Regions from separate parts of the Gossypium hirsutum genome. Here all the other regions are linked to region 1. The links are chromatin contacts, called in public Hi-C maps. All regions are on one chromosome and are shown on one strand. Each heading gives the region's core, a stretch centred on a gene start, on an enhancer-like site or on the middle of the called end of the contact. The rest is flanking DNA. Distances are from core to core; before and after follow the strand shown. Region 1 holds the start of LOC107897032. Region 2 has its middle 3.3 kb from the start of LOC107897750. Region 3 holds the start of LOC107897751 (non-lysosomal glucosylceramidase).

Region 1 (3,619 bases), core at 607-3,106:
ATATAATTAATTTAATTATAATATAATATATTATATTTATATTATTTTATTATTTTAAAATTTTAAAATTTTAAATACACAATATTCAGTTACTTATTATATAAATAATTAAAATCTTCTATTTAAAATTAAAGTATTACTTTTTTAAATTTTTTGGTTAACATAAACATAATAATTTAAATATAAATTAATTTAGTATATTTATTTATTATTACGTAAATTCATTTAATAAAAGTCTTTTCATGAAATCAATATTTTTATCTATAAGTATGATAAAATTTTTTTATTCAAATAAATTTATTTAACTAAATATTTTACTAACATTAAAATTATCATTTATAAATGTTATAAATAACAAAAAAATTAAAATGATAAATTCAGGAATATAATGAACCACCAAAAGCCAAGGCTATATTGGAAATAGAGGTGTGCATGGGCCGGGCTATTCGGCCAGGGCCGAAGGCCCGCCCGAAATGTGAGAGGGTTTAGACAAAAATATAGGCCCGAAAAATGGATTTGGACAAAAAAAAGGCCCGTTTAAAAAATAGGCCGGGCCTCGGGTAAGATATTTTTAGCCCGGGCCCGGCCCGAATTCACTAAAGGACAAAAAAATCTAAATATTTTTATTTTTTATTTTTGAGTGTTATTTTCTTGTTGTTTTCTCCATATTTTGCTACCATTTTACTATTATGTTGCTATTATTTTGTTGTTATTGTTTGGATATTGTATAAAATTTAATTTATTGTTAATTTTCTTATTATTTTAAAGGCATTTGTTAATTTTTTTATTATTTTAGAAGCAATTGCTTGTTAAGTTGCATTTATCTTAGTGTTATTTAAGTTTACATATTTTTCAAAATTTATTTTCAATTTGTTGGGAAATATTTATTTTGATATTTTTAGTATTTTTGATGTACTATATATATTTAAAAATAATAATATAATATAAAAAATTAATAAGGGCGAGCCGGGCCGGGCTCGGGTTTTAGTATTTTTATCCGGGTTGAGCTTGGGTAAAATTTTAGGCCCATTTTTTGGGCCCAGCCCGGCCCGAGCCCAATAAATTGGCATGATTTTTTAGTTGAGCCTGACCCGAACCCGGCCCGACCCGGCCCATGAACACCTCTAATTGAAAATATGTTTCACTAAACTGTGCTTTTATATATTATATATGGGGAATTCATTTACACCGATATAAAATTATACTTTCGTATCTCTTTGTATTATTAAATTTTAATAATCAAACCATCATATTTTATATTCATTCATATAGATAATGCATGTCAAATTTGATGTAAATTAAAAAATTTTAACTACTTTTTATGTAAATAAATTTTAATAGTTCAATAAATATTAATATATATATTATTTTATACTTTTATAATAGAAGATATCAGATTGATTTGAAAATTTACTTGCATGGCAAATATAATTAGGGAAATTATTTGGTGCACTGTTAGTGGGGGTTTTAGAATCCACAAGTAGGGTCAGGAGATTGACAAGTGTCATATAAGAGTATAGTAAATTATTTTAATTTTTTAAAGTTACTTATAGAATAAAAAAGTACATTGCTAGTGTACCAAATATTCACTTATATAATTATATCGATAAATTTAAAATTTTAGATTATTAAAATATATTAATTGTATAAAAAGATAAGCAACAGTATAATCCCTCCGTATTATATATTGATTTTTCAGTATAGATTATAAATTATAGATGAAGCATGTAACATGTTTTTGGACTTTTAATATCATCACAAACTTTATTTTCCAATACTGGCCCAAGAACTCAACCCAATCAGTACCTCAACAAACGACGTCGGTTTGAATATGAAGCACCACGACGTCGGTTTTGTAGATAAAAACTAAAGCTCGTCCTCTTCCTTGGTTCTTTCGTCCTCTTCCATCTCCAGTCCCGTGATCGCGAAACCACCACACACATCGTACTCTTCTCTTTTCTCACAATTATCCCTTCTCTTGCAATGAAGATTTTCTCCGTTTTCTTAATTTCCTTTCTCTTCTTCGCATTTCCTAGGGTTTGCTCTCTTTCTTCTTCTCCTCTCTCAATCTGTTTTAATATAATTGGATCTGTTTGTAATTAATTTAATTTAATTTAATTTAATTGATTCGATTTTATTTTTTTATTTTTCTGATTTCATCACAGGCTGAATCTACTGGATCCGTTTTCTTCATTGATAGTACAAATAATCAATTTCTTCGCTCTCAGTCCTCCAACGATGTTGCTCAGGTTTAACTATTCATTTCCTTAATTTGAAATTAATTTCTTTTAATTTATATTTTATGATGGATTTTAAGCATCAAGAGATTGTGGATGGTTTTCTATTTGGCCAGAATATGTAAATTTGGAAACTAATATCTTGAATCTTATTAGGATTTAAATTCAGTAATTTAGCTTATGCATATGCTTTACTTTGTATATCACCCTTTTTATTTTTCTTCTTCATATTAATTTTGAAGATTGTACTGATAACTTCTTGTCACTATCTTTTTACTGTAAGTTATATATGATAAAAAGTGTATATATTGTCTTCTTAGATGGATCTTGGAAATAGTGGGGGTAGTATTTTCTTCTAAACCCTTTTATTTTTCTTTTTGTCACGCGTATTTGATTATCCTTTGTTCGTCATGTCTCTAATTTTTAACCTAATTCTGATCTTGCTTCTCACTTCCATTCTTTTTCCACTTAAATAGTCAGAGTCGATGCTGTTAACTGAAGTTGGTGCTACTGTATCAGTCTTGCTTGGTTTTGCACCACCCACTACCCTTTCAGCTGCTGGTTCATCTAAGGTCGTTCTTTAGTTATTAATCCTGAGTAATTAGCTTTTTTAATTCTTTGTTTTTTCAAAAGCTTGAAAGACATACTTTTTTTGCAGCTAAATGAGGTTCTCATTCCTAATCCATTTAATAGACCTCGAGCTGTTTTTATGCTTGAAGTCAGTGGAATCGATGGTATCTTCACTTTAACTTGAAGTGCATTTTCTGTGTTTTCTTTTTCTCCTACTCTCTCCTCTGCATTTTATTTAAATAAATGTTCTTCTGTCTTCAGATCCTCTTGTTGTTGACCCCAAGAATGCTATCTTCGGAAGAGCCTTGAAGAGTAGTGTAGATCTTGGCTCAAGTAAAGCAGACATTCAGCTTCTAGGTATCTGATCATTTGTCACAATGTAAAACTAGCACACTTTAGTCATAACTTTTCATGTTTTTTTGAATATATTTCCTAAATGCTTCTATTCATTAATTCATTGGGATCTGTTCATTATATTAATTTTCTTGCAGATGAAGAGGAAGTGTCTGTGGTTTCTTTGGATGAGCCTCTTGGAGATTACACTGAAGAAGATATTATTGACTTTGTTAGTTTACTATTTGATACCCTATTTGTTTCTCTTCTCGGGTTTTTATTTTGGTCACACATGTCATAGTGGTTTATATATATATGTTTAGGCATCCTGGTTGGGTGGATCATATGTTGCTGATGCTGCAAAACCTTTTCATGGAGTAATGACTATTCCTGTGGCAGATGTTGACAATGTGACTCTTCGTATGCCAGAGGTCTTGTTCGGGAACCATCCTTTCATCTGCTGTTTCATGATTTTTTTT
Region 2 (3,619 bases), core at 642-3,141, 920 kb after region 1:
TGAAACGTGGACTTAGAATTAATTTAGCTTAAAACCATTTTGATTTTACTTATTTGAGACTCGGTCGAATATCACTTTTCCACTGCTAGATTATGAATAAATTTTGATTAATAAATAAATTGGAGATTAACTAAGTTTTCAAAAGTGATCATCATTACTAAGGAAAAAAAATGTTTTACTTAATCGGGTTTTATTAACTCATGAAATTTCTAAAAATAAGCTCAGTTTTCTTCTAAGAAAAAATAAACAAATATTTTAAAATGACTATATTATAAACTTCGATGACATATTGGGCCATTCTGGTGGCCGATGTAATCTCCCGAATTTTGGCCTAACGTCTAGGCCGGATTGAAGAGGTTACAAATCTTACTCTACAGAGTCTTCTTCAGTTAATGATTTGATTCAAATCACTCATCCCAAAAATCTCACTTACAATCAAAGTTTACTCTTTAATAGAATGCTTATAAGAGTGTTGAAGAAAACAACAAGAAAACTCAACACAATAATCAAAAGAGACACTCCAAAATCACATCACAATGTGTAGCAATCTGCATCCTTTTTATAGGTTGATACTGGAGCTCTTCTATAGCTTTTTAATAACCTTAAAACTCTTAATTTAAAGTTGAATTTATCTTTTGAATTATCTCCAATAATTATTCCCCCATAAATTTTTTCATATCCAAACAAATTCAAATAAGCTTAGCCTTCAAGTAAGATAAAGACAAGGATAAAGATGATGTTTGCATTCAATAACCACTCCTATCCAAAATACAACCTACCGGCCAAGTAAAAATAATTTAGTGATTTAATCCAAAAATCATTTGCAAATAGAAAACTAACCAAGATTAACCAAGTCAATAATGCAAACAAACATACCGCACTTATGCTATCCTAAATAGATGTCCAACTATTGTCCAAAAAGTCTATCCAAACAGATATTTTTGAACATAGTATTCTAACAGGTGGTCCAAAAAATTGTCCTAACAAAGAATGTAACTTCAATATTTCCAACAACTTATCTAAACATGATTTGATTTGATAAAAAAATGAAAATCTAAAATTGAAAAGAAAAATTAACAAAACATTTTTATAAAAAGAAGCTCGTAGTATAAAAAAAATAATTTGTATTATTATAAAAATGAAAATAAAATTAGAAACTTTACCGTTTTTATTCGCAAAAGAAAGAAAAAAGAATTATCTAATTCTTCTTCTGACAACCAAATGTTCTGTTGTTCCAATTTATTTATTTTAAAGTTTCATTAGTACAAATAGAATGCAATTAGAAATTCATGATATATATAAATTAAAAAATATAAAATAAATAAAAATATATGTACTACTAGTTACAATATAAAATTTAATCAAAATAATGCAAAACAAACTATGAACATGACAAAAACTGGATTTATTTGAAAATAATTAGAAAAAACTTGCATAAAACGTATACATCATGTTTGTGGATAGATGAGTGAGAACTCAGATGAGCTAGCAGCAACAATTATGGATGAGTGAGAGGACAGCGAAAATTGGTTTGAATTTTAGTATTTGGCTGTTGTTTCAGTTTAGTTCTTACTATTTTTAAAATTTTTGATTCATGTAATAATCAATTTATTCATTTAAGTTGATAAATTAAAAACTATAATTATCTGAGCTGAACTAAATTTAATTAATATTTTATTTTATGATAAAAATAAAGATTTTATTTTAAAATTTATGAAAAAAAGGCTTAACAAGATTTTTTAAAATAATAATATTCTTAATATAGAAATTCCAAAATGGTGGGCAGTTTAAATGCAGAGTGTTTATGCTGGATCAGTGCATGAAAAGAAAGAAATGGAATACAGCATTAAGGAAATCCAGAAATGGAGTCCAGTGATGATTGGAGGCCTTTTTGTTGCTCGGCTAGTCATCATCATCAAAGTAAAGTGAGAAAGGTACGGCCCATAGCCCACTACCATATACAAATCAAGCATGTGGCACAGAATCCTATGAAAAACAATGCATTCAACTGAGCTTTTGATGCAAAGGCTACAAAATAATAAAATCATAATATGATGAAGATACGGTCTCTTAAAATCACTAGCACAACCTCGAACAAATCTCCACATAACATGGGTTGAATTGATTCACTCAAATCCGATCCAATCTTCAATAGCCACATATTGTTTTTCATAGATGTACCATAGTATCTTCAAGATACCAGTATATTCACTAGTCCAAAGATTTTGCTTCATTAAATTGCCAAGTCAATTATGACAAGTAACTTCATTGCTTTAGTGGCAGTTTGCAGTGGGCACTACTGAGTGCCACTCAACTCATTCAACATAACTTGCTTCAACAGTCAAACCTCTATCATTGTTGATCAAGCCATCCATATTTAAAGCACACATCCATCTTCACAAGGCAAACTTCAATCCATCTTGATATGCCAAAATCACATCAAATAAATTATCCTTAATATAAGGCTACAAAAGATTATAAAGTTAGTCCATATCTTCTTGGATAACATGTCTCAACATACAAGATAAGTAGATCACATTGTTGGAAAATATGGACAGCACATATATAATAAGAGTAATTACATATTATTTACTATCATAATAGGCTCAAATTAAAAGTGATCTAATTTGGTTATGGTTTATTGGGCTTTAATTATTAAATAAAATATGGGTAAAATATGTGTAGATACTTTAGTAATTAAGTTCTAATCAATTTCTAAATAATGATGGGCTAATTAGGAATTAGAGCTAACGTGCCAAAGTTATATATATTAGGGTTATGGTCTCCGAATTACACAACAAGGTAACTTTTTTAGTATCTCATCTTTAGAAAAGAGTGAGCCAACTACTCTAGATTACTTGTGTGCTAATTTGGAAGATCAATATCCCAAGATCCGTAGATTTCAAGAAATCGATGAATTAAGGTAAGCTTTCGCATCTAGTTTTGTTCTTGATTTATTCTTGATGATTTGACATGATAGATCTTGGCTTACAGTTTTAAGTTTATATCAGATTTTGTTTTACGGTTTCAACAAGTGGCATTTGAGCCTCATCATGGAATTGATTAAATTTTTATTTTTGAAATGAATTGATTCTATTATTTTTTGAATTAATTTGTTGTTCAGATTTTAGAGATTTAATTTTTAGGGTTTTAATTTTTTATTTTTTAATTAATTGATTTAGTGTTAATAGTTAATGTATATATAAGATGGTTATAATTCATAATTGAAAAATATGGATTATTAGTTAGGGATTTTTAAGACTTTAAAAGGATCTTATTAAATTTCTTTTTAAAGTTTATTAAAAGGATTTTTTTGTATGAAATTATTTATGTTATGATTTGTGGGATTTTTTTTCTATATTAAAATTTTTGTTCAAGATTGTGGTTGAAATATATAGAATTATCATCTTTTGTTTTTATTCATAATGAATTATATTTATAATTGAATTTTATATATATAAATGATTATTTTTAGTTTCTGCATATAATTATTTTATATAAATTTCAGTCCTTATAAAATCCAACTAAAATTAAAAATTTAAGATTTTGTGCTGTTCATACAATTTCAATAATTTTTTTTTGGGTAAAGGTCACAGAGTGCACAATTGAAATTTCTGCA
Region 3 (3,619 bases), core at 560-3,059, 770 kb after region 1:
CATGAAAAGTTCCAGCACTAAGAACTGAATGTAGCTAACCAGATTAAATACCCCATCCCTCCCAGTGGAACTCCTTGAGATGCGGATGGCTTACAACTTTCTCGGGTGAAAGGGTCAATGGGTGCTTTCTGCACATAATCATGCGATAATATAAAAAAGAAAAACTCAGAAAACATCTTCATCCTGCAGTTGTGCTATCTAGGAAATAATAACCTATTTCTAGAGACTAAAAGGTGGAAAGAATATCAAATGAGTGTAAACTGAATTAAACAAGAGAATTACCCTTCCATGAGAAGCCTCTTCCCTGACATAGGACCATAGACGTATGCCTAATCGCACCTAAGATTTCAAAATTACCAGACCAAGGTAACCAGCACAGGATATCAAGCATACTTGCTATACAGAATTAGTTATCTCTTATCTGGAATCAGTCAAGCAGGGTCTTCTATCACTTACCATCTGTATTGCTTCCATAAATGTAACACTGAATTCTTTAAGAATATTAGCATGGCTGTTTAACCTTCTTCTCCAAGCTTGTTTTGGTGGGGCAGCACTATCAAAATTAAACTATAGAGAACCAAACCAAAAAATCATTAAAATCAGTACAGAAGAAAGCTTAAATTAATCTGAAAAAAAGAAACCACGATTATCATGTCAAATAGAATAGTTCTCATATAAAAGAAATGTGGCAGTGAAACCCAAAATTAAATCAAAATGTCACTTTTAGTCCTTTTATTCAGTCATATGTATGCAGACGGAATATTGTCATATTGCTGATTTAAGATTATCAGATATGAAATAATATCATGAAGACCCAACTCCATTAATTTGAGACGAATCACTATCAATCTCTTCCCTACAGTTGAAACGAATACTGAAATGATTCTAAGTGGCATCAAGTTCAAAACGTTTTTTCTTACTTCAAACAATTTACAGGTTTTTGACCAGACACCAGCCGCAAAAATCAACTAATCGTATGTATGGCATGAATCGTATCAGGCCAGCGATCCTTTTTTTTTTTCCTGAATTTTGACGAGACGCAAGCTCGCAGTCAAGCTCTCAGTAATGGTAAATACAAAGAAAAAGGATCATTTCCAAATATTTAAGTAAAAAATTAATTAAATAGTTCCTAAGGCATGCCTTATATGCTATCTACAAAATCACGCGCAATGATTGAATTAAATAAGAGGCAGAAAATATACAAAATAAATAGTTCAAATTTCCTACAAAATGAATTTGAAACCTTATTACTTTAGGATAGAACTAATTCTGTGGAAAAACAACCTTGCTCCTCTTAACTTTTAGACTAATACTATTTTTTTTCCTCCGCTTTTACACATTTTCTCAGGAACCAAACAGAACGAAATCAACTTATAAAAAAAGAACGCCATAATCAACAAAGTTATTCCCGTTAATATTAAGGAAAAAAAAAAGAGGCAAAACAAAAAACTGACCAATTGTAAAGTATTACGGCTGACATATTCTTCAGGCGGCCATGAATTCTTTTTAGAATGAAATAAGTTTCCAGTAACCATGTTGACTAATCAAAATTCAAATTTCCACTCCAATAATGTCCTTTCCCAAATTCATGCGATCAACAAAAGAGAAAGAAAAATAAATAAAAGCAAAAGAACTTGGAAGAAAAAGCCTCCTATACTCTAAAGATCTCTTATTTATATTTTAAAAAAAAAGAATAGAAAAGGAAAGGAAATGCTAAATCAGAGAATCGCGGGATCAGATATGTAGGGGTACTTTAGATTTCCGTGTAGAAAAACTGGACAAGCGTTAAGCATTCGTGGCGGCTTTTTTGGGATATAAAAATGGAAAAAGAAGAGAAATAAAAATTTAAAATAAAAGAAAGAGAGAGAATGAAGGGGGGACGGGTGGAGCCGTAGGGTTGGCGCGTGGAAGATCCCTTTGGACTTTGGAGCCTTGTCAGCTCTCATGGATCGCCAGGTGGGTGTCAATGTCACAATAAAGTCCAATTTCTTTCATTTTTTATTTATTTGTTAATATCATATTTCATCCAAGTTCAAAATACAATAATAATGTTAGGTTAAAATTTTGGTTTATTATCAACTCGTAATTAAAACATTATTAAAAATTATTACTAAAAAACATATTTTTATAATAATATAATTTATTTTTAAATAGAAATATTTTAATAATTTTTCAATTTAGTTATATACATTAGTATTTTTTTTATCGGAGTATGTACATACACCAATTGGATTAAAAGCTTAAGATAAGTATAGATGTTGATAACTTGATTCTTAGCCAAGTGTTGTATTTTCAAAACATATAAATTAAAAACAACAAATATTTTTAAAATTTTATTAATTATATTTTTTTGAAAATGTGAAAAATTTTGAAATTTTAATTTTTCCTAAAAGGAAAAAAGAACAGGTAAAAGGTCGATGCGTGATAGCTGCCTCCAATGGGTGAGGATGTGGGGTCATCTTTCTTTTTGGTCTTAAAAAGAATATGGTGGAGTATTTTTCTAATTAAAATTAAAAATGAAAACAAAAGTAAAAATAAGAAAATTTTTATTTGATTATTTGCTAATTTAGTGGGCGGTGCGAACTTGAGATAATATGCGGTTGTGTCGTGTGGTGTTTGTCTGGACCGCATCGCATAGCGTCCCACGCAGTGAGCAACTAACTAATTTTACTGTTTTTCCATTTTCCATACCACCTGCTCACGGGACAAATAACAAGATCCACTTGCTTGTTCATATGTTACTAAAACTTGAAAAGAATAAACTATGCTATTAATCATTAAATTATAGGTAAGTTTTTATTTTGGTCACTTAATAAAAAAGGTTATAATTTGATCACTGGACTATTTAATAGTTTTCATTTAAATCACTATACTATTAAAATCAATGTTATATGATTTTTTTTTGTTCATACTATCTGCACCAATAGAAAGCGCTTTTTCCTCTTCTCTTTTATAGTTCAGTTTGTTTTTTTTTATGAAACAATTTTGGAAGCCACAATTTGCGAACTAAAATTCAAATAACTTTTTTTCTTTAATCTTTGACATTGACCATCAAATCAACTTGGATCTAAGGTATGTGCTACTCGTCGATAGGTACTGATCCACTATATCAATCATCGAATCGTCGCTTGGAGCTCACTGGCGAAACTTTTTTGAAAAAAAAAAATAATCTAGTGACTTAAATAAAAACTTTCGAATAGTTCAATAATCAAATTGTAACTTTCTTTAGTTAAGTGACCAAAATGAAAATTTACCCATAGTTTAGTGACTAATAGTGTAGTTTACCCATAAGTTGAAGAGTTAATTGCATTAGACATCATTAAATTATACTTTCATTCTAAATTGATCCTTAAACTTTAAAACATTCTAAGGGCATATATACAATGGCACCTGAACTTGGCAATTTGTACATATTTTGTATTTTTTTGGGACATTTAACCGGTACCTAAACTGTAACACCCCTAACCCGACCCATCTGCCAGATCCAAGTATGACTTGATTAACTTATCCTAAATTCTATCGACTAACTGTTATAAAACAAACTATATTGAAACAATAATGCTTCTTACAACAAAAGCCTCAAGCTTATCCAAAAGCTTGGTCTCACAAGGTTTTTGTC

Evidence for each region. A called contact is a pair of places that touch in the nucleus more often than the background predicts.
Region 2: a contact with region 1 is called in a Hi-C map of leaf, with 4 times the contacts expected there. The contact joins the enhancer-like site here to the promoter of LOC107897032 in region 1. A contact is called at or near these places in 7 of 34 Hi-C or Micro-C datasets (callus and leaf).
Region 3: a contact with region 1 is called in a Hi-C map of leaf, with 2.2 times the contacts expected there. The contact joins the promoter of LOC107897751 here to the promoter of LOC107897032 in region 1. A contact is called at or near these places in 4 of 34 Hi-C or Micro-C datasets (leaf and petal).

Annotation. Positions count from the first base shown.
Region 1 is chrA10:66,347,219-66,350,837 of Gossypium_hirsutum_v2.1, reverse strand. It overlaps LOC107897032, which reads left to right and starts at 1,856. Exons shown (of 11, transcript XM_016822363.2): 1 at 1,856-2,037; 2 at 2,166-2,249; 3 at 2,714-2,809; 4 at 2,896-2,971; 5 at 3,069-3,164; 6 at 3,299-3,372; 7 at 3,464-3,571. The coding sequence starts at 1,984.
Region 2 is chrA10:65,424,698-65,428,316 of Gossypium_hirsutum_v2.1, reverse strand. No RefSeq gene overlaps it. Among protein-coding and RNA genes, the nearest start is that of LOC107897750, 3.3 kb to the left of the region's middle. Within about 2 kb of position 1,891, at least 1 of the 9 cell types and tissues checked has an H3K27ac peak or open chromatin away from gene starts, as enhancers often do. A contact at or near this core is called in leaf, where this site is marked.
Region 3 is chrA10:65,575,762-65,579,380 of Gossypium_hirsutum_v2.1, reverse strand. It overlaps LOC107897751 (non-lysosomal glucosylceramidase), which reads right to left and starts at 1,809. Exons shown (of 18, transcript XM_016823320.2): 1 at 1,455-1,809; 2 at 457-567; 3 at 283-339; 4 at 52-128. The coding sequence starts at 1,535.